Linked DNA regions of Mus musculus: regions 1, 2, 3 and 5 are each linked to region 4. Evidence: chromatin contacts called from public HiChIP or PLAC-seq and promoter capture Hi-C data. All regions are on one chromosome and are shown on one strand. The core of a region is the stretch at or near the end of the contact, and the rest is flanking DNA. Distances in the headings are between cores, read along the strand shown. Region 1 has its middle 24 kb from the start of Frmpd1. Region 2 overlaps Fbxo10 (F-box protein 10). Region 3 holds the start of Fbxo10 (F-box protein 10). Region 4 holds the start of Ccdc180 (coiled-coil domain containing 180). Region 5 holds the start of Frmpd1 (FERM and PDZ domain containing 1).

What was found. Promoter capture Hi-C pulls out the DNA fragments that hold promoters and counts their contacts. HiChIP or PLAC-seq counts read pairs in DNA pulled down with a chosen protein or histone mark.
Region 1: a contact with region 4 is called in a promoter capture Hi-C map of hippocampal neurons, with 3 times the contacts expected there. The contact joins the enhancer-like site here to the promoter of Ccdc180 in region 4. A contact is called at or near these places in 6 of 39 promoter capture datasets (cranial neural crest, embryonic stem cells, hippocampal neurons and 3 more) and 1 of 115 datasets of contacts at active chromatin or transcription factors (embryonic basal ganglia).
Region 2: a promoter capture Hi-C map of hippocampal neurons shows a contact between it and region 4, with 4 times the contacts expected there. The contact joins the enhancer-like site here to the promoter of Ccdc180 in region 4. A contact is called at or near these places in 4 of 39 promoter capture datasets (cranial neural crest, hippocampal neurons, liver and 1 more), 1 of 115 datasets of contacts at active chromatin or transcription factors (embryonic basal ganglia) and 1 of 9 other capture datasets (embryonic stem cells).
Region 3: a promoter capture Hi-C map of liver shows a contact between it and region 4, with 3 times the contacts expected there. The contact joins the promoter of Fbxo10 here to the promoter of Ccdc180 in region 4. A contact is called at or near these places in 6 of 39 promoter capture datasets (cranial neural crest, embryonic stem cells, hippocampal neurons and 2 more), 3 of 115 datasets of contacts at active chromatin or transcription factors (embryonic forebrain, forebrain and stem cell-derived neural progenitor cells) and 1 of 9 other capture datasets (liver).
Region 5: a contact with region 4 is called in an H3K4me3 HiChIP or PLAC-seq map of embryonic hindbrain, with 4 times the contacts expected there. The contact joins the promoter of Frmpd1 here to the promoter of Ccdc180 in region 4. A contact is called at or near these places in 5 of 39 promoter capture datasets (the C10 cell line, embryonic stem cells, frontonasal cranial neural crest and 2 more) and 2 of 115 datasets of contacts at active chromatin or transcription factors (embryonic basal ganglia and embryonic hindbrain).

What each region holds. Positions count from the first base shown.
Region 1 is chr4:45,158,221-45,162,758 of GRCm38.p6, reverse strand. No RefSeq gene overlaps it. Among named protein-coding and RNA genes, the nearest start is that of Frmpd1, 24 kb to the left of the region's middle. Within about 2 kb of position 2,133, at least 9 of the 459 cell types and tissues checked have an H3K27ac peak or open chromatin away from gene starts, as enhancers often do. A contact at or near this core is called in hippocampal neurons, where this site is marked.
Region 2 is chr4:45,052,565-45,057,043 of GRCm38.p6, reverse strand. All of the region lies in intron 3 of Fbxo10 (F-box protein 10), which reads left to right. All of the region lies in intron 1 of Gm30939 (a long non-coding RNA gene), which reads right to left. Among named protein-coding and RNA genes, the nearest start is that of Gm30939, 9.4 kb to the right of the region's middle. Within about 2 kb of position 1,978, at least 9 of the 459 cell types and tissues checked have an H3K27ac peak or open chromatin away from gene starts, as enhancers often do. A contact at or near this core is called in hippocampal neurons, where this site is marked.
Region 3 is chr4:45,081,648-45,085,915 of GRCm38.p6, reverse strand. Fbxo10 (F-box protein 10) reads left to right here and starts at 1,312. Exons shown (of 11, transcript NM_001024142.1): 1 at 1,312-1,426.
Region 4 is chr4:45,888,699-45,893,206 of GRCm38.p6, reverse strand. Ccdc180 (coiled-coil domain containing 180) reads right to left here and starts at 2,904. Exons shown (of 38, transcript NM_198660.2): 1 at 2,820-2,904; 2 at 2,258-2,355. The coding sequence starts at 2,841.
Region 5 is chr4:45,181,565-45,186,398 of GRCm38.p6, reverse strand. Frmpd1 (FERM and PDZ domain containing 1) reads right to left here and starts at 1,493. Exons shown (of 16, transcript NM_001081172.2): 1 at 1,442-1,493.

The DNA of each region.
Region 1 (4,538 bases), core at 884-3,383, 730 kb after region 4:
TGCCTATTTATCCTGCGGTTCCCGTGTGGCCCTGATTGTATGCTGCTGTTTAACAATTGGCTTTCTTGGGGAAGAAGGCTAGGCTGTGTTATTTGTCCATTTCTATGATGCAAACACTACTGCTGTGACCAAATCTATCGAGCTCAGACGTCTAACATCGAGGCCCCCTCTCCTAGGCAAGCAGAGGTCGGAAAGGGGCTCTGTCATGTTGCCTCCTCTCCTACACGAGCAACAGTGGCGGTGCCTGGCCTTATACCACTGACAGCAAGACTGGCCCCGATAAAACCATGTTGTATCCAGCTTTATTCAAATTTGGGTGCCCAGAACTCCTCGACTGCCTCATCTCCTTACCTGATATAGTCAGTCAGGAATTATCATCAGTTACACCACTGAACTATGATTTATGGTCCGTCTATCAGACTCTACTACCCTGATATAGATCTTTAATGCTTGGCTGAAGAGAACAACTTCTGGTAGTTTCCTCACTTGTTACCCATCTCTTCTCCAGGGAGCTATCGTAAATCTGACTCAGAGTTGTGTTTACTAAAAATAAGGTAGAAGGCAAGGATTAACACCAGCGCTACCTTGTTGTGCACACTGTGGGATAAACACTCTCTTTCACATACGTAGTAACAACAACAATAGTAATAGTAAAATTTAAAAGTCTAAAAGATGAAAAATAATTTATTGGGTCAAAATAAGACAAGAAGACTTTAAAACAGGTATGACATGGGACCGGAGAGTTGGCTCAGTTGGTAAAGTGCCTGACATAAACCTAGATAAAAAGCCAAGGATGCTGATGTATATATGCAGTCCCAGTGCTGGGGAGGTAGAGACAGGGGGATCCTGGAGTTCATGGGCAGCCAATCTTGCCCAGTCAGTGTACTCTTAGAGAAAGACCCAGTCTCAAAAGTGATGGAAGAAGCAGATGACGTCAACCTCTGGCCTCTGCTGGTTTGCACAAACATATGGAGGCACGCACATGAACACTTACACACGTAACACGCATGCAAAAGAAAAAGGAAAAACTCAGGAAGAATTAAAGATAAGAGTAAGACAGTGACTATAAGTTCAAATTAATCACAAACCCAGAGAAGTCTCCAAAGCTGCAGATACCAGACCCACACACTAGCCAAAGACGAGACTGTCAGATCCACAACAGAGACAAGGAGAAACCAGGAGTGACATGCTCCTGGTATGTTTAGATATGAGAATTCACGATGACATAAGGAAAATCCTGCGTCATCGCCTTGCAGGATCCTAGGGAGCAGCTCCATCGCCTTGAGAGATTTGTAGAGGAAAAGAGTGAGTATCATCCTGCTGTTCCTGTGTGGCCTAGCCCTGGTTGTGTGCCACTGTTTAACAACTGGCCTTCTTGGGGGAAGAAGGCTAGGCTGTGTTATTCGCCCATTTCTATGGTGCAAACACTACTGCTGTGACCAATTTTAAGCTACCAATGTGGGTGCTGGTAGTGTAGCTTGGCAGAGATTAGGAGAGCTCTTTGTGCCTAGCATGTCCCAAGCCTTGGGTGTCCCCTGGCTGAGGGAGGAGCTTCCCACTGTGATATCACTGACCGTGTGGATGGAGAGTGCCCCGTGTATTCAGCCCTTGTCAGCTGGTAGAATGTAGTCCTAGTGTCCCATTGACCTCATCTGACAAAGCATAATAATAAGAGAGGGAACTATCTCCTGGCCCAACTGTCCCAGCTAGTAACGGAAAGGAAATGTCCCACCAGACCAGTGCCATTCTGTAACTGATACTGAGCTAAAGACCTGATACTGAGAGCTAGCAGCAGCTGTTGACATCATGGGGAAAGGCAGCCGAATGTTATCTATTTTCCACCGTGAAACCTCCACTGAGCTTGGAATGACACCATCAGACTAAACCCAAGTCCAACAAAGCTTCTGGGTCCAGCTGCCAATTTTGCAGGAAACAGAGTGGGAGAGGGGGCGCCTTTAACTGGGTCGTGGGAGTGAAACCAGGAAAGCCAGGAGATTGGAAAAACACGGTTCAAATGGTTCAGTTTTTCCAACAAATTAAGAGAAAGAGAAAGGAACGGAGGGAGGGCTGACTCGGTGGCTAAGTGAGTGGCTCCCTTGCTGCTCTTCTGCAAACCGAGTTTGGGTCCTAGTGCCCACCCCATGGACCAACTATAACTAACTGCCTATAACTCTAGCTCCAGGGGGTCCCTTCCAACCTCTACAGTTGCCACAGAGAGACACGCACATCCTTAAAGGAGTGAGGAGACACGATTGGAATGACATAATCAACATTTTCAATGTCGGGTGAATTTCAAACATGAATACTATATTTATATCATTTCCACCCTTCCCTCTACCTCTAACTTCTCTTGTGTTGTCCCTCATTACCTCTCAAATGTATTACCTCTTCTTTAATTTTATTTATACACATACTACATACAATAGAGTGTATGTATATACATATATACACATGCAATTTATAGATAGATAGATAGATAGAGATAGATAGATAGCTAGATAGAGATAGCGATAGATAGAGAGATAGAGAGATAGAGATAGAGATAGAGATAGATAGATAGATAGATAGATAGATACACACACACACTCTCTCTCTCTCTCTCTCTCTCTCTCACACACACACACACACACGGGATATAGAATTGGGTAATAAGATTATAAAGAAACACGAAGAATGATCTCTAAAATGAGAGGAGCCAGCCAATAGTGGCTCATGCCCAGAGCCTAGAATGCAACAGGCTAAAGCAAGAGAGTTGCCATGAGTTCGAGACAAGCTTGAGGCATATAGTGGATTCTAAACTATTCTGACCTACAGAATGAGAACCTGCCTCAAAAAAACAAAAACAAAAACAAAAACAAACAAACAAAAAAATATTCCACAAAGAGAAAAGAACTCAGTAGAATACTTTTAAAGAAATGAAGTTGAGGGCTGGAGAGATGGCTCAGTGGTTAAGAACACTGGATGCTCTTCCAGAGGACCCGGGTTCAAGTCCTAGTACCCACATGGAAACACACAACTACAACTCTAGTTCTAGGGATTTGATACCCTTCTGTGGCCTCCAAAGGCACCAAACACACATTATACAAGCATACATGTGGGCAAAACACCCATACACGGCAGGGGGTGGGGGTGGGGTGGAAGGAGGAAAAGGAGGAGAAGAAGGAGGAAGACTGGAGTGGAGGTGACAGCAGGGTGAGGGAGGGGCTTCTGAGTTGGCTTGATGCATTCTACTTCTAAGCCGGGGCATAAATACTCTCATAGAACTCATTAACCTATTATGTGCAGGTAGCTTTCTATATGGTGTATAATTCACAATAAAAGGTTAAACAAAAATAAAATATATGGCAATGGCAATGTATTTGTTAATTGTTTTAATGTTTAAGAATAGGGAAATGCTAACTACACTTATTTTCTCATTATAGACTGTATACATACACTGAATTATACTGTACCCTTTAATTATGTACATCAAGATAATAGTACTACTAATAATAATGACAGTAGTAGTAGTAATAATAATAAACAATACAAAGTGCATGTCTTGCCCCGCTTTTCTGTTGCTATCTATGATAAACACCATTCCTGGAAGAGAGAGATTGTTTAGCTCACAGGTTACATGGGGTCAATCATGAAAGGAAGCCAGGGGTGGAACTCATGAAGGAACCTAGAGGCAGGAGCTGAGGCAGAAGCCGAGTGCTGCTCTCTAGCCTGCTCCTCCTGGCTCTCTCGGCTGCTTTCTGACAGAACCCAGGACCGCCTGTCCAGGGGTAGGTGGCTCTGAACACAGTGGACTGGGTCCTTCCACATCAATAAACAACCAAGAAAACGCTCACAGACTGATCTGATCTGATGGAGACATTCGCTCAATCGCAGTTCCCTATTTCCTGAGAACTCAAGTTTGTTGACCACAACTAATCAGCACAGAGCACATAGCTATTTCATTTAGCAAAGTTCAAAACCAGACAAAACTGTATCTGCTCTAGGTAAAGACACCACCTAATCTCGGCAGGTCGGGAACCAGAAGGAAGCAAAGAGCACTCTTCTCACCCTGCTGGCCACGTGGTGAATTCACTGTGTGAACACAGATGAGAGGAAAATCGGTCTGATGCCACCCTGACCGGGATCATCTGCAGACCCCCTGAATCTAAAGTTTCCTGATGAATTGCCTGTGCTGCAGCCTGACCCATCGGTCCTAAGTGGCACATGGACCAGTTGTCTTCTCCAGGAAGCCCAAGAGTACTGAGCGGCAAGGCTCCTGTCCCAGAGTCCTTCTGCCCTTCCATCAGCGCACACTGATTGGGGTTTGGGGGGTTATCAGGAAAGGTTCCAGAGTTGCCATGCTCTGGACTCAGAACCCAATGGCAGAGTCCTAAGGGGCAGGAGCAGGACATATAAAGAATGCTTCCTGTGATGGTTTCTGTATGCTTTGTCCAGGGGGTAGGACTATTAGGAGGTGTGGCCCTATTGGAGTAGGTGTGTCACTGTGGCCATTGGCTTTAAGACCCTCATCCTAGCTGTCTGGAAGCCAGTCTTCCATT
Region 2 (4,479 bases), core at 729-3,228, 840 kb after region 4:
CTGTGGTGTTGAAACTTGCTTTGTAGACCACACTGGCCTTGAACCCAGCTGAGATCTGTCTGGCTCCCGAGTGCTGGGATTAAAAGTTAAAAGTGTGTGCCACCACACTCAGCTTCCAGGACCATTTCTAAGGACAATTTTAGGTGCTGTTATCATGAAAACACAAGACTATACGATATTGTAAGCAGAAAATAGAATTTTTTTTTAAAGGAAGAGGCCTAGCATGGTGGTGCCTATCAAGAATCTTTGTACATGAGAGGCTGATGCAGGAGGATCACTACAAAGCTCAGGCCAGCCTGGGCTAGTGAAACCTTGTCTCAGAAGGAAACAACATGGAAGGAGGCTACTTAGTAAAGTATGTGGGTATTTATGTGGGCACCACAGTGAAAGGGTCAGGTCTGGTCCCTGCAGAGGATTTTTCTCTTCACACAGTTATCATAGGCATGGCTGTTGAGCAAACTTCTGCCTCTGCTGCCCTGCCCATGGCTCTTTAAGGGGTGGTGAAGGTGATTAGCAAAGGTTCCATATGGAAGTACTAGGTTGGTCATGATGGTATATGCCTGTAAGTCAAGCACTCAGGAGGTTAAGGTATATCACAAATTCAAGTCCAGATTAAGATAGGAATCCAGACCTTAATCTGGGGTGGGTGTGGGGGGCAGAGGGAAGGGAAGGGAAGAGGAGCTTCATAGTACATCTGGTGTATAGCAGGCGCTTAGTAAAGGTGATGACAGTCTACCCGAGAGGTTCTCTGATAGATGTGCCAAGGGTATGGCACACGAACCCATAAATGAGGGCACCTGACCAAGGAGCCAGGACAGTCTCCTAAAGTAATGCCCTTGGCTCAAACCATGCAGGAGGAATAAGAGTTGGCAGGTGAAGACTCCCAGTACAAGAGGTGAGAGGACCTGGAGTCAGAGAGGGCACAGCACACACAGGGAGTTGTGAGGTCCTCAGCAGCCATAGTGGGGGGGATAAAGGCAGGAGGAGTTGGGGAGCGGTCAGTGGGGCTGCAGAGGGTGAGATTCTGGAACGTGACTAAGAAGCACAGAGAGCTCTCATGGTCAGATCTGCCTCAGAAAGCTCAGTCTGAGGTCCCAGGGATGGAGAGGAGAGCACAGGGCAACCTGGGAGAGAAGGGCCAGGGCGGGGAATAATCAGGACCTTGAGGCTTCGGTCTCTAGCCTGAGTGCATGAGGCAGTGGAGGAAACATGGAGGTTACCGTGGGAAGAGAGATAAGCTTAGCCCTGGGCATGCTGGTTTAGAACATTGACACTCAGCAGAGCTGCCGTCTTCTCAGGCTGGAACGTGGAAAGGTGTGTGCTCACACGCTGGGTGCACATGGGGACTGTCATCATGCAGGCCAACAAGGACCAACAAGAACTTGTACAGCCTGAACTGTAGCCATATTGGACAGCTGCCCCAGGAGATGTTTGGCAGGAGTTATGTGGCCAGAAACGCGTGGTGGTTAGCTTCTAGCAAAGAACCTGGCAACTGATTTTCAGGGATTCTGACAATAAGGGAAAAAAAAAATAACATGCGTTTGGAAGTCGCCATTATGAGTACTAAGTGTCATGAACACAAGCCAGGGTTTTATGTAGGTGGGAGTGTGGAGCTTGCTGGGCAACTTCCTTAGGTGAGGGTCAAGGTCTTGATCTCTGGCCAGAGGGCTCCTACTTCCCAGGTCCTAAAATATCCCAGCTGACAGAAGCAGCCTGGTTGCTTGGGGCTCCAAGAAGCCTGGTGTTTTTGTGTGGGTTGTAATTCCTAGCTGGAAGTTAGGTGCACTGGGTTTAGAAATGGGCACTCCCCTGTTGTCGTTCAGGGGTCAGACCTGGCAGGAATTGAGCTGGTATAGATGATGGTGGCATTGTGATTAGCCTGTTTCCCTCATCTTTGCCTTCTGCTACTATTCTGTCTGGATCTTCTCTTTGGGCCTGCTCCTCTGAGCGGCCCCTCTCTCAGCATTCAGTCTCCCTCTACTGTACATGACTGGTATTTGTCAAGCTGTGCAGGAAAGCCTGGCAGTGACACAGTTCTCCAGCGCTGTGCTTCCTCCTTGGTCTGGGCAGGTATTATGTCCCTGGGTCCTTGGGGAGATCTGTCAGTGATCTTTCTCACTCCTAGCTCATGGTCTGGGCCAAAGCTGAGTTTCTTCCCACTACCCCCAAGTCAAAGGCAGAACCTGAGTCTTAGACCACCTGTCACCTGTCACCTAAATATCCCAGAGGCATCCGTTAAAGTCTTCAGGTTCCTGTGTTGCACAACAAAGAATGGGACCAGAGACACATTGTTGAAAATAAAATGTGTATACTCCATGGCCATATGACTCTTTATAGGTCATTTGCATAGCACTGTCTCTCCCATATTTGTGTAGGATGGGGCTTTTCTTGAGCATATTCTGTTGAATGAAGCCAAAGTGGGGAAGGGTGTCCAGTCTCTCTCTGTCAGCCAACTGCTATACCCAGGGGTAGAGCTGGCTTTTGTTTTCTCAGTCTCCTTTTCCCTAAGGGTCCTGGGGTGTGTTGCCTTTACCCCACTATTTAAGACAATTCCTTGGAAAACTAGTCCAGGACAAGTGTGCTAGCTAGTTTTCTCAACTTGGCACAAGCTAGAGTCATCAGATGACTGAGAGCCTCCATAAGGCTGGGCTGAATGCAGGTCTTTAAGGCATTTTCTTAATTCGTGATCGACAAGGGAGGGTCCAGCCCATTCTGGGTGGTGCCAGCCCTGGTTTAGGCTACTGGGTTCTGTAAGAAAGCAGGTTGATCAAGCCAAGGGGAGCAAGGTAGTAACCCTTCCATGGCCTCTGCATCAGCTCCTGTCTCCAGGCTCCTTTCCTGTTTGACTTTCTGTCCTGGTTTTCTACTATGATGGACTATGGTGGGGGAAGTGTAAGTCAAATAAACCCTTTCTTCCCAACTTGCTTTTGTCAGGTGTTTCATCACAGCAATAGTAACCCTAACATAAGACAGAGGGCTTGGGAGCTGGAGAGATGGCTCAGCAGTTAAGAACACTGACTGCTCTTCCTAAGGTCCTGAGTTCAAATCCCAGCAACCACGTGGTGGCTCACAACCATCCGTAATGAGATCTGATGCCCTCCTCTGATATGTCTGAAGACAGCTACAGTGTACTTACATATAATAATAAATAAATCTTTAGAAAAAAAAAAAGACAGTGGGCATGGTACCTTACTCAGAGTGTCTGCCCTTCCTGCCCACAAACCTGTCCTGTTCTGTTTTACTTTGGTAGACAGTCTTACTATGCTATCACAGCTGGCCTCCAACTCACAGAGATCCTCCTGCCTCTGCCTCCCAAGTACTGGAATCACATGGGTGATTCCTCCCACATTCCTCCATACTCAAATATGCTGGAATTTTACTATAATGAATAATTTATCTTAATATACAGTTATTTAAAACAATATGTGTGTGTTTATACTTATTACATATAAGAAACTAAAGCAGAAAACACATTCCTTTAATATGTTTGAGTTGTCTTGTGCTACCTTGTTTGAAGAGACTTCCTAACACACAAATTCCTGACACTCTTGTTGGAGTATTAGTAGCCTTTGCATACTACTGACTACACCCAGAAAGAGTCACAGTTTAAAAGAACAGGCTTCTTAAAAACTAAACAACCAAGATCATGTGTGTGCGCTCATGGGTGTGCGGGTATATGTGTGTGCACAGGTGTGCGGGTATATGTGTGTGCATGGGTGTGCGGGTATATGTGTGTGCACGGGTGTGCGGGTATATGTGCATCTGAAGACTGAGCTCTCTCGGGTTCCTTTTTTTCATGCACTTCACTGACAAAGCCATTTCCACATCAGTTAACTATTTTGTTTTGTCTTGTTTTAAATATTTTTTTTTCTTAACTGATGGTTGTTTCCTGCTTTTCTTTTGTTTGAGACAGGATCTCAGCACATAGCCCAGGCTAACCTCTGCTCTCCCACTTTCCTGCCCTGTCCCTCCAGTGCTGGACTAGAGGCATGCGTCACCAAACTCCAGATTTAACTAAATTATAGTTTTTAAATTAAGAATTGGCCTTGGGCCAGAAGTCGTAGCCCATAGCTGAGAGGCAGGAGAGACCATGAGTTCCAGATAAGGCTGGGGTGTGTGTCTCAATGTTAGACTACTTGCCTAACAGGTGCAAGGTCCTGAGTTTGAGCCCCAGCACTGCAAGGTCTTGATTTTTATAGTGGAGGGAAGCTGGGGAGGAGAACCTTTAGCTCTTAGCACTGGCTGTGTGACCAGCACGTGCTTGGGCAGGTGGATTTGATGAAGGGCCAGTGAAAGGGACAGACCTGAAATTGCATTGGAAGTTGCTGTGGGCTAGGGCTATGTTTGAAATGCCAGGTTCGGAACCCAGCACTGTACAGTGCATGGTGCAGCAGCTCAGAATTCAGGACTAGGAAGGCAGACATAGGTGGGTCCCTGGAGCGCAAGGTCATTGCTGGCTACACAGCCAGGCTGAGGTGA
Region 3 (4,268 bases), core at 63-2,562, 810 kb after region 4:
AGCCTGCTGGTTTCATACAATGGGCCACTTTTCAAAGGATTAGACGTGCGATCGGTTTGCCAAACGTAAGCGACGTCTAAGCATGGCCTTTCCACTACATCTGTGTGCTTGCTGAACAGCTCTCGGTCAGCATTCAATTGTTGGGTTTGGGTCTAGGTGTTTTGTTTGGGGTTTAAACAAATGAATCGTTGAAGGCTGGGATGTAGGGGGGTACAGGGGGTACAGGGGGGTAGCACTTGCTCAGCATGTGCAAGACCCTGAATTTGCCTTAACCACTGCATAAAACAACACCCCCCCCAAATTTGACTTTACTGCAAAACTGTCTCAGATCCGTGTGTGTGCCCCCATATCCACTTCCAGTACTTCAGGCCAGTCTCTACTTCTCTTGTCTTCTCAGCACAGAGTATCGAACACCTGCATTCTCCCCCTTCAATGGCTTCCTTTATCATGGCTTATGAAATACTGATGACCTCTAATACCCTTTTATCTAAGACCTCGGGATGGTGGGATACAGGGTTGGAGAGACAGCTTACTAGTCAGGAGGTTTATTGCTCTTGCAAAGGATCCACTTGGTGGCTCACAACTGTCTATATTCAAGTTCCAAGGGCTCCGGCTCCCTCTTCTGGCTTCCAGGGCCCCCTGTGTGCACATAAATCAGGTGCATAAAATACGCATAAAAGTAAAAAAAATCTACAAAAAAAATATTTTTTCTTAGGAGTCGTCTTGTCTCCCTCAGCGCAGGAGCTTTCTCTGGCCTCTTTCACATAGCTACTCTCATGAGGTCATCACATTCCTCAAACCCTAGTTTTCAACCAAAGAGCTCTTTTCATGTACTTCATATAATTTTAAATACATATGGACTTAAACAGCTTTTCCGGTTTATCCTCTCCGCCACAGAGTGGATTTCAGAACAGGAGCCACCACCGCTTTGTTCTCTTGGGCCCATAACTAGTAGTTGGTGCAACAGGTACTACACACATCATTTGCGTTGTGCCAAACGTTTTCCACACAACCCACCCATGGCCCCAAGTCCTTCCTGACTTCTAGCTGGGCTCAGGGTGACTCCAGCTCCTATGTGCTCATATGCACGGAGCCCAGGGTGCTGTTAGGCTATAGTGGTGATGGGAAGGATCCGCCCGCTTCCAGGCCCCTAGGAGCCTCCGGCAGTTCCCGCCCACGATGCTGTTCCCACCCCTTCGGAGGCCACGCTCGCCCTCCATCGCCGAGCCCCGCTCGCCCCGCCCTCCTTCCAGTCTCACGGCCGCGCGCGCTCGCAGGCCAGCCCTACACCCGCGTCACGTGACAGCCACCGGGGGCGGGGCTCGCGGCGAAGTCGGACCCCGCTGTGGCCGAGCGCCGCAGTCCTCCGGCAGCCCTGCGGCTTCCAGGGCGTCGCGGCCGCGGCCGGGCAGCGCCGCTCCCTGAGGTAAGAGGCGCAGGAAGGAGGCTTCTCGGGAGCCCGCGGATGCTCCAGGCTCACCGGCCGCTCGGTCCCTCCGTGGGCCCAGCGTTTGGCTGGGGTGCGGGGACCGGGCCTGGGGGCACTGCGGGAGGTGGGGGGCCTCGGCTGCCGGAGCTCCGGGAGAGCTGTGCCCCCGTCCGCCCCCACCCCGGACCCACCCGCGGTCGCCTCCAGCCCCAGGGCTTTGCAAGTGTCTGAGAGAATGAATGCGATTTTGCGGTTTGCTAGCCTTCACCTGGGATGCAGGAGAGAGCGTGCAGTCGCGCACCCAGTGGGTCTGGTTTTAACAAGTCGCGGAGACTCGGTTTCCGCAAATCTTTGAAGGAAGAGGGGACGACCCCCTGCCCGGCCTCCCTCCTGCACTGATGGCAGAGCCGTTTGGAGAGCCAGAACTCCGGAGTTGGTGTTAGTTCCATCCACCACCCACTAGCCAGGCAACCTTGAGCCACGTCGGTGGTGCTTCTGTTAAAAGTAGAGATGATGTAAATGAGCTAAATACCTAATAAAAAATGGAAAAAAAAAATAAATAAATAAAAGTAGAGATGAATTCTTCGGCCCGAGGTTGCTGTGAGGATTAAGCAGGAAACGTTGAGGACTCCTTAGAGAGCACTCTCCGTGTGAGCATTGTTAAAATAGCAATCTAGGAGTCCATGATAGACGTCTTTCTCGCAGTAAGCACACCGTCCTCTGTGAATGTGATTCTGAAAAATGTGTCGTTTTGGCTGAGGAGCCCTCTCCCCTTTCCCAGGCCCCCTTTGCCTTCTGTTTCATATTGGCATGTGAACCTGTTGTTCCTACCGAATGAGTCAGGCAGGATGGGAACGCTAATTTACTTGAGCAGATGGGTATCAGATTCCCTCTGAGGGGAAAGAAAACTGTCAGGCATGTGCTATCACAAAAAAAAAAAAAAAAAAAAAAAAAATACAGTAGGGTGATTGACTGTCTACTGGAAGATGCCTAGGAGCCCATGGAATCCAGCCGTCTCCTGCACACAGAGAAGCTAGACCAAGAACGAGGCCAGGACTTTGATTTTGCTCAGCCATCAACACTGTTGGCCTTGGGTAGTAGAAAGAATGCTTGAGCTTGCCTATGTTCTAACTCAACTGTTCGTTTATTCTGGCAACAAGATCCAGACAATGGTGTCTGCCCCCATGGAGCTGTTTGCATAGCTAGCTATGTTAGTTATATAAAAGTCTGTATGTGCACACACAGGTGTGTGTGTGTGTGTGTGCGCGCGCGCGTGTGCTCACGTGAGTCCATGTCTGTGTGTGTCTGTGCCCCTCTGCTGGTTTGCGGTATGTTTTATGATAACAATAAGCTTTCAGCTCCCAGAGAGCTGGCCTCATAGCATCTGGCCCCAGGAGACCAGCACACAGGAGAGGCTTGAATTGTTTCATGATCCCTGTCAGGTCTCCAGTCCTGGTGGAAGCTTGCTGAGATTTGGAGACGGGAGAAAATGGCACACTTTGTCAGAGCTTTTAGGAAAGGATTTCCTCTGGCTTGGAATGCCTGGATTTCTTTGTCTCTCTGGTCTCTGGCCTCTTATTGTTTTTAGATATCTAAAGAGAGCAGCCCTCAACACGGTGCCTTCATTTTGGTTTCCATGGTTATCAGGGGAATTACGTTTACATGATGGCACCGGTAGCTATTGAGCTGTGTGGCCAACCACCAGTCACTCGTCTGTCGTTCTGGCTTGTTTCGTTTTTTTTTTTTTTTCTTTTTCCAGTTGCAGTGCAGACATATTCTCCCTTTTCTTATTTCCTCCTTTCCTCCTGCTCTTCAACAAGTGACAGTGTGAAGAGGGATGGGATGGGAATGAGAGCCAATGAAATAAAGATAGACATGGGAGAATGTAGAATCCTTTTTTGGCCCATCCCATTGGTGGTGGTGATAATGGTGGCAGCAGTGGTGGTGGTGATGATGGTGGTGATGATGCAGATGCGGAGCTGTGGTATAAGACTAAGGGTATCGTCAGGTGCGAGGGTCAGGTCCGTGGACCTCTGGAAAGATGCAGATGGTGAATCAGCCTGAGCTCGCAGAGGCAGACAGACAGTGTCCTGGGCAACAAGAATGCCTCACCTGCTTTTCAAAGGAGATGAGAGAGAAACGTATTCCTTTAATGGGCCGCAGTCACAGAGGGATTACCACATAGCACAGTAGCATTCGTGCCCTGAGTTTCCATTAATGGATGAGCCGCCTCTCTTTTTTTGGGGGGGGGGGTGGGGGTGGGAGGGAGGTTTTGAGACAGGGTTTCTCTGTGTAGCCCTGGCTGTCCTGGAACTCACTCTGTAGACCAGGCTGGCCTCCAACTCAGAAATCCGCCTGCCTCTGCCTCCCAAGTGTTGGGATTAAAGGCGTGCGCCACTACTGTCCGGCTCGCTGTTCCTTCTCCAAGTCGCCTGTCCTGGGCTTTGTGTGAACGAGCTACGGATTCTCCTGTCAGCTTGGGGATTTGTTTCCCTACTCACCTAACGTAATGGGGTTGTTAACATAAAGGGGCACTAGAGTAACACCTGTGTATGAGCCATTTGTTTCGGGTGAGATGTTTAACCAGTGTGTCTAATCTCTCAAGTTGGCCACCTGACTGACACAGTCACATATTGGTTTATTTTTTTCTAGTATTCTGCCAAGTAATCCAAGGCCTTCATTAGTAAGGATTCTAAACTCTCTGGAGGCTTCTGTTGCCCAGAGGGGTCCTTCTTGTCACTCTCAGAGGAGAGAGAGCTGTGAGTGCTGCACCCAACTGTTATCTCTGACCGCCGTGTGATGTCACTGGAAGAGCTGCCCCGCACAGTCCAAGGATGTG
Region 4 (4,508 bases), core at 1,655-4,154:
GGAAAGATGAGACGCAGGTAATGTGAAAGTTTCAGGTGCCCAAGCCTTTCTTGACGACTGTGACATGTCGGAGGACGTTGTAGGAGGACATGGAGGCACCTGGCATCCAGAAGGCTCCCTGTACTCAGACTCCATGCCCACCCAGTGCAGAAGATCTCTTAACAGGCACAGGGTGTTTCAAGAAAGGTATATGTAGAAAATTTTGAATGAAGATCATTTAGTGAATACAATTATTTTTGTAATCATAAGAAACTGATAATAAATGAAAAACAAAACAAAACAACAAAAACAGAGCAAAATAACCCAGAACCATTCAGTAATAGGAGATGGGCTAAGTAAAAATCCTTTGATGGAAGGGTAGTTGCTTACTAGAGACAGAAATGACCACAAATGTCTTATGGCAAGGAAACCATTACCCAATAGTGTATCATTAAACATAGCAATTAAAACACAAATTGCAGGGCTCAAGAGCCGGCTCCAGAATCAGGAGTACATGCTGTTCTTACAGGGGACCAGAGCTCCATTTTCTCATCAGCGGCGTGGCTCACAATGCCCTGCTTGCCTTCTAGAGCACCAGCCATGAGCGCGAGCGCGCACGCACACACACACACACACACACACACACACACACACACACACACACAGAGACAGGCTCAACACTCAAACACGCAAAATAAATATAAATCTCATTTTAAAACATAAATTAAAAATTATAGGCAGGATAGTTTGGATACTGCTAGACCTTCTGTCCCTTCCAGTACATTTAACAAAGTCACCCCCTCTTTTTTTTGGGAAAAAAAAAAGACAACCCAAATTACAGCGTGGTTTCAAATTTTAAAATACATGGGAGAACAACGGAAGGTTGAGAATAATATCTTGCTATATATAAGGAGCTGAATGGTATGAGTAATTTGAGTTCTCTGGTTTCTCTATTCCTTTATTATTTTTGAAGGTTACACAGGCAGGATGATTTATGGCTCAAATGAATAAGAATGCCACTTCAATAACAGTACACTAGATTTGAAGCTTGTAGGTCTCTTGGATCTGCAAGGTACATTCAAGAAGGGATAACAATCTTTACAATAGCCATGGCCAGTAAAGCCTTTTACTTTGGTTACCAGACAAGTCCTCTATGGGGGCAGACACTGGGTACCAGACAAGTCTTCTACTGAGGCTGACACTGGGTCCCAGGGAGGTGTGTGAATACCCCTGGCTATGGACATGAGTTCTGAGAGATTGCCAAGGAGAAAAGGGAGATTCAAAACCCTAGTACAGAAAAAGAACCATCATCACCACCACCACCACCATCACCACTACCACCACCATCACCTCCACCACCACCACCTCCACCACCACCACCACCACTAATACCACCACCATCACCTCCACCACCACCACCTCCACCACCACCACCACCATCACCACCTCCACCATCACCTCCACCACCACCACCACCACTAATACCACCACCATCACCATCACCACCACCACCACCACCATCACCACCACCACTACCATCGGTTTTTTGAAACAGAGTCTATCTGGCTTGCTACATAGACACACAGAGATACACCTGCCCCTGCCTCCCAAGTGCTGGAACTGAAGGCATGAGCTACCATGCCTGGCCAAGACTCACCTTTTAAGCAGAAAAATAAGAACTGCTTTTATGCTCTCCAAAAGAATCAGACACAGATCAGCGGTTAAGAGCACCGACTGCTCTTCCAGAGGTCATGAGTTCAATTCCCAGCAACCACATGGTGGCTCTCAACCATCTGTAATAAAATCTGATGCCCTCTTCTGGTGTGTCTGAAAACAGCTACAGTGTACTCATATAAATATAATAAATAAATCTTAAAAAAAAAAAAAGAATCAGGCACAGATGGTTAATTCAGACTAATTCTGAATAATTTCGATTAAAAATATTTTTAACCAAAATTAAGTTTTTAATTTTGAGACCAAATGCCCCAATGTTCTTCTATAATACACCCAATAGCAATTTAAAAAAAAAAATCAAAGTAATTGTCAAAGAGAACTGTTTTTTAAAAATCGGCTTATTGGGGGGAAATCTGGGAGAAGATGGGGTGGGGATTGAAATCAGAATATTACTGTATGAAAAAATCTATTCTCAATAAAAAAAAAAAATAAAATGGATCTTAGACAGGGAAACTCTCAGAACAAAGAAAAATTAGAAAGGACCAGGAAAGTTTGTGGGGAGACCAGGGGAGGGAAAGGGAGCAAAGGCCAGCAGGACACCTACCTGGGCCTGGAAGATCTGCTGGTAGACTTTGCCATTCTGTACTTGGGACACCTTTCCCACTGGCGACATCTTGACTGCTGGCCCAATTCCTCTTCGTTCTGGAAATACACTTGGGACTTGGTCTTAGTTTTTACTCAGAGGCTGGGACCCTCTTGCTAGGACCTCCAGCCTAAAGACAGCACTAGATCCCACAGGACACCTTGTTTAAGGGGAAACTTAGATTTCAAACAAAATTAGGTGGGGGGGGGGCGGGGGAGCAGGAGGGGGAGAGACAGAGAGTGGGTCTTCGCCAGCGCCCAGGGTGTAAATCCCACAGGCACTTTCTGGAAAGGGCAGGATTATTGTCTGCGCTCCACTAGAGCTCTTCTAGGGACCGTCAATCTGCCTCAGATGTCAGATGGGACTGGAACCCTAGTCACATCCTCCGGGAGAAATAGGGGAGTGTTGCAAAGGGAAGGAGCAGTTTGATTCTGGCCTATGCCTACTGTTTGCGACACGCCCATCTTCCTATCTGCTCAATCAGCCCGCTGTCCCCCAAGCCCAGCAATTTTGAGGTCCTTACCCAAGCCTGGAGGCTCCCGCATCTGAAGTTCAGATTCACCCTGAAGCCAGCAACTGCAGCAGGACGCTGTGGTTTCCTAGGCAACGCGAGGGATGGGGCAACACGAGGGGGCGTGGCCGTCCCTGAGCACACTTCCTTCTCAGGGAGCCAGGTCACTCAGCAACAGCAGAGGCCCACGTGGAGTAGTGAAACTCACCACTTCTTTTTAATGTTGGGTCCTTGGAGCGCCCTTTAAAAGTTCCCAAAAGCTAGTAGGAGGTTAGAAAGCCTGTGCAGATCTTGACTGTTGTGGTCAAGGAATCCAGTCTCTCATTGTTGCACGGGTTAAAATCAACCTGTGCAGGCAGGCAGCACAAAGTGGCCCTTGCCTGTAAGAATCTGAAAGACACTGAAAGAAATAAGATCTTTCCCACTTTAAAGTAAGTTGGAAGGCTCAGAATTCAAGGCTTAAGACCTGCCTGGCCTTAATGAGAACCGTGTGCACTAGACCACTAAGAGCAGTGGTTTTCGGCCCATGGATCGTAACCCTTTGACAAACCTGTACTCAAAAATGTTTTCGTTCTGATTCACAACAGTAGCAAAGTTACAGTTAGGAAGTAGTAACAAAAATAGTTTGATGGTTGTGAATCACCACAATGTGAGGAACTGCATTAAAGGATTGCAGCATTAGGAAGGCTGAAAACCACTGAGCTAGTTTCTCATGTATGGTGGGCCACCCTTCTCCTTTCCAGAGAAGGCCTGCAGTGGCAGCAGTCGGGGAACAGACCTGCTGGCAAGCCCTTCCCACACTGACATCTGAGAGTGAGTGGTCTTCTGAAGCTGGCTGCAGCATCAGGAACTCAGGAGTGTTGACTGAAAACGCTACTCTCATTCTTTGACAGAGGCGAATGACAAAGAGATGAATACAAAACCCTTTTAGACTCATTGTTTGGTCCAGGGTGAAGTAAAATAAAGACAGGATTCATTTTAGCTGAAAAGAAAAGAAAGCCTGAAGGTGACCTATAGAGGGGATGAAAAATATGTTTTGTTTTGTTTTGTTTTTCAAAACAGGAATCTTTTTTTTTTTTTACTCTTGTTTGTTTTCTGTTCTGTTCTGTTTTTGAGGTTTTCAGTCTCTGCCCTTTCTCACCCCAGGAAAGGCTGCTGGCTTGAGCTTCTAACATCAGAAACTTGTCCCTTCCCTTCAGCTCCAGCAGTTACAGCTACCTGGGAGCTGGCCATAGTAGCACGTGACCTATAACAAGCAGTAATTTAATCAAATTTCCCAACTAACGTCCAGGAGGACTGGAGCCCTGGTGGATTTTCCCTTCTAACCGGGCGTGGTGGCGCACGCCTTTAATCCCAGCACTTGGGAGGCAGAGGCAGGTGGATTTCTGAGTTCGAGGCCAGCCTGGTCTACAGAGTGAGTTCCAGGACAGCCAGAGCTGTCTTGAAAAGAAAACCTGTCTTGAAAAACCAAAAAAATAAATAAATAAAAATTAAAAGAAAGAAAGAAAGAGGAAAGAAAAGAAAAAAAAAAGAACTGGCTTCAGGCCTCATCCCAGTAGTCCATCAAACAAAAAAGTAAAGAACTTCATTAACCCCTTTTTATGAAGCTGGTATTACCTTGATTCCAAAACCAGGTAAAGAAGTAACAAGATAAGAGAATTGCAGAGCAGTCTCCCCAGTGAACATAGGTCCAAAAGTCCT
Region 5 (4,834 bases), core at 244-2,743, 710 kb after region 4:
AAATCAAACAAAACTGCTTCCACGAGATGTTTCTCACTGGGGCGCACTAATTGCAGCACAAGATACTGGGCAGTGGGACAAATCTCACCTTCTATCACACACGCTCAGGTATCTCGTTCTCAACTTCGCTCCGGCTACACCAGAATTCACCTATCCCGGAAGTCAAGACACGTCTTTTCTGAACTGTGGGCCTCTGCAGCCCCATGGACATGGACACGCAACACCCACCGGAGGACTCCTGATTTAGAGCGAGTCTCCATAACCAGAACTGTAAAACATCTCAGCCTCCCCTTAGACTGGAATTAAGCATCCACTAGCCTCCTTCAGGGCCCTACAACAGGGCATTATCTTCCCCCCTCAATTTTGAGAGGTTTTGGCAAAAAAATAATAAATAAATAAATAACCACCTCACAAACAGAAACATTTCCTGATCTATAAGCCACTTTGAAAACAAATCATTATGTCGTTGAATATTTTATGACGGCCAATGCACCGGAGTAAGCAAGGCGCGCTCTCACCAACCCTTGCCATGTCTATTTTGAGACTCCTAGAGCAAACCCCAAATGCTTCCTTTATTTTTTCCAAACACCAATTTGTAAGTGCTGGATAGATTCTTGATGGATTAATGGCTCCACCCAAACTGACCCTGCAAACCAGAGCTCAGAGACTCCCCTTCTGTAGAGTTTTATAGTAACTGACCTCAAAGAACATCTCACTACTTTCACCCTACCTTAGAGGCACCAAAACCAGCCTCAAAATGTGGACTTGCCCAAGGTCACACAGCCAGGATGGCTCTGGGACACCTAGCCCTTGCAGCTACTCCATTTCCAGAGGCCATTGCCACACCCATCCTTAAGCTCAGTCAAGGCTGCTGCGGGTTAGGGACGCGACCTGTCCCTCCCCACCAATACAGACTTCTGTAGGTCTTCAACATTCCTCTCCACTCCCCATGAGCTCTGGAGCTGACACACTCTCGGGCACCCCCCCCCCCACTCAAAACAGAGCAATACAAGCGTGACGCTTCAGCCGATCGTCCGGGCGAACAGCTCAACCCACTCTGGTGCAGGTATGGCAGTGGAGACCGGACAGGCAGGGCTCATCTGAGGTCACTCAGAAAGTTGGCGCTGGCTGCGGCCGCACCTGAACCCAGGGCTGCCTCGCGGCTGGTCGCTCCTCCCACAACTACACCGTGCAGACCTCGGAAACTTAAGGCACACGGATCCCATGCACAGAGTTAACCGTTGCAGGTCCCAAGCAAGCTGGCGGCCACGCCACGGACGCCGGGAGAGGGGACACGAGGAGTGGAGCGGGTCACCCGGGAGCGCAGCGTGGAGGGCGGCGCGGAAGAAGCCAAGGAGCAGCTCCCAGAGACGCAGGCCTGGGCTGTGGGGATCCAGGTATCCCCAAAACTTTGCGGCGGCGCGGGGGGCCTCGCCCTTACCTGAGGAGGAGGCGCCGCCCGCGTGCACGCGGAGCCGGCGGGAGCAGTAGCTGGGGCGCCCCGCCCAGCGGCGGCCACGGTAGCCGGCCGGGCTCGGGCAGCGGCTCGGCTTGGGCTCCGGCTCGGCTCCGGCTCCGCCTCCCGCGCCGCGGCTGCAGCCCGAGGGGGGAGAGGCCGGGCCCGGCTGCGCCCGCGCCGTCTGGCGGCGGCAGGTGCTGAGGCTGCAGCTGCGGGGCCACCAGCTGCCGGCGCCGCGACCCCCGCCCCGGGGGAGGAGCCCCACGCACCGCCCACGCGGGCTCCTGAGGTCCTGGGCCGTCGCAGTGGGCGGTCCTGCTCCCACCCAGGCCCTGCCTCGGCTGGCCTTCCCCAACTCACCCGCCGGGGGATACGCAGCGTCCCCACGGGAACACTGAGGCTGGGAGGGGAAAGGGACACCCCAAGGTCACCCAGGCCAGCAGCCTAAGCTGGAACTCGGAATGACCCCCCTTCTAAGCTCTGGCTTCCCAGCTTTCTTACCCCGCGGTAGGAGACCCTGGGGAACACAGAGGATCTTTATACTTCCCTTGTCTCCCAGTCCTTGCCTCCCCAGTCTCTCCTGCTGAGGGCAGTGGAAGAGAGTGGGCTCACTTTAGGCACTGTTGACCACTACCCCGTCTCTGCCCTGAGAAGTCATAGTCCCCCAATCCTTCTGTTCTGGGGGAGGGGGCTCGGAAGATCTAGAAGCCTTAAACTACTGAGATACCCTGGGGCTCTGCACCCATGCCCCTTCTGATCCCCGCCCCCACCCCCCAAGCCGAGTAACCCAGTTCCCATGTTACAATTCTACCACCTCTTTCCCCATGCAAGTCTCTTAAGATGGAATAGCTACACCCCCAGGCTTACGCTGTGCTAGACACTGGAGAAGTGGCCTCCAGAAAAACCTGGTACTGTTTCCTAGTACAGTCTAGCCGATTGAATAAAGTGCTGATCCGGTGCCCGTAGCACCATCCCGCCTACTGAAGGGGGTGCCTCTGAACAACAACTGGAGTTGGCCAACTAGAGTGTGGGAAAGCATTCCAGAGGACCAGAACAAAGCTCTCAGGATATCGCAGCTTTCACTGAAACAGGAGCAGAAAGGGAGCAGAATTGAAGAGTTAGAGGAGGCAGTTCCTGGTCAGTATTCCGTGCTATCCTTAGCTATCATGGGAGGAGGAGTTTTAAGGATAGAAGGTGGCAATCTTGTTGCCACCAGATTATCAAATTAGACCACTCTGGGAATCAAATGAGCACAGACAAGATCCTTAATCCAGTGACAAGTGGGCAAAGCAACAGGTCAGCCCTTGGCCTGATGAAGACAGAAACTCCAGCACCCACCAGGTCCCTAGCCTCCAGTAGTAGGACCCAGGGTTAGCACCACTGGGGGAAGTGGGAAGAAACGGAAGATACAGAAGCATGGTGGGTATAAAGTCAGCTTTAAGAAAATTAAATATATTTCGCAATAGCTTATGAACTGACGATTTACAGTAAACTGAAAGACTGTACCGTGGATGGAGATTATGTGCACAATCCAGATTAAACACCAATGGGGCACTTGTCACACAGGAAAATAAGAACCCAGCCCTGTTGTCAGCAAGAACAAAAATTTCCCATCAGGTCAGATCCTGTCCCTCACAGTTTCCTAGCTGCCTGGGTCGATAATGTTTCACACAGGGCCGTCATTGGCTTCAGAGGCTCTGCTCTGCGTGGGATGCCCCCCTGCACGCTCATCCCTGACAGCCTGCTGCACTGTTTCTCCCTACATCTGCCGTTCTGGTGGGTCCCACAGTGCCAGGCACTCTTTGCCTTAAGGCTGTTTTCCTCCTTTCACCCTTGTGGAACAATTCTTTTCCTTAATTTTATTAGAATGTATTCAGTGTGCCAGGCTTCATAGATGCCATCAAGGACATCATCGTACCCTCTGACCATATTCACTAGCCATCACTATCCCGATCTCCTTCCAGGTCTGTTCTTTTTCTCTTCATCTTGAATTCTCAAGTGTACAGGGTTTCTCTGTATAGCTCTGTCTGTCCTGGAACTCACTTTGGAGACCAGGTTGGCCTCGAACTCAGAAATCCGCCTGCCTCTGCCTCCCGAGTGCTGGGATTAAAGGCATGTGCCACCATGCCCGGCTAAGTGTACACTTTTTACACACAAGTATGGAATCTACCTTTTACATAAGAGAAGGCATTATTTGTCTTTCTGCGTCTGACTCCTATGGGCTGTGTGACTCAAGTCAGGTGGTTCTTCTGTGCTCCAAACCCGGACACACAAACACCTGCTGAACTCCCAAATGGTCCTCCAGGGCCCCAGGCTCAAACTCACATCTTTCCCCTAAATTATGTTTCTCCGTCTCTACTTATGGTGGTACCATCTTCCTAGAGGCATCAAACCAGGAAACCAAATAGTCATCTTACTCTTCCTGTACCTCATACGTAGTGGTCACTAAATCCAGTCCACACTGTCTCCTTACCATCCCTTACACTCAGTTGATAGCCTAATTTTAATGATTATTTGTGAGTGAGTGCGTGTGTGTGTGTCTGTGTGTGCATGCCCATGCATGAACATGCAGAGGCCTATGGAGCCCAGAAGCATCAGATCCCTGGAGGTGGAGTAACAGGCTATTTCAAGTCACCTGACATGGGTACTGGGAACTGAACTCAGTCCTCTGCAAGAGCAGTACATACTCTTAGCCACTGAGCTGGCTCTCTCCAGCTCAGTCTCGCTGCTTCTCACAAAGGCTATAGTAATACCTCTTGTCTCATCAATTTCTCCTTCCTCCTTCCAGTGCTGCTACAGTCTCTAAACACATGTCAGGTCTCCTGAGGATTCACCTGCTGATTAAGTCTTATGGCATCTCTCTACATAGTCTTGACTGTCCTGGAACTCACTTTGTAGACCAGGTTGGCCTTGAACTCAGAGACCCACCTGCCTCTGCCTCCCAAGTGCTGGGATTAAAGGTATGCACCACCACACCCGACAATTTATGCTCTCCTATGGCTGCAGGCCCATTTCTACTCACTGCACACTTGACCACCAAACACCTATGCTCCTAGACTATATCATGCAATGAAAGCTAATATAGACTTGAGCCAAGGTATCTGGGTTTAAATCCCAATGCTGCTACTTTTTTAACCCTGTATAATTTGGGAGAAAGTTCTAGAACCTCACTTCTGAGTTTCTTCCTCTAGAAAAGAAGCATAACAGCAATGCTTACAACCCACAGTGATCTAAATTCAGCTTTGGGACGGGGGTGGGGTGGGGTAGCCTGTTAGCCAGTGCTGTCAATTTTAACCGCTTATAACCGTGTGGCTTGCTCTGTTTACAGAGAAGGAATCTGTTAGTCCAATGAGTAAGTACCTTACTAACGATTAA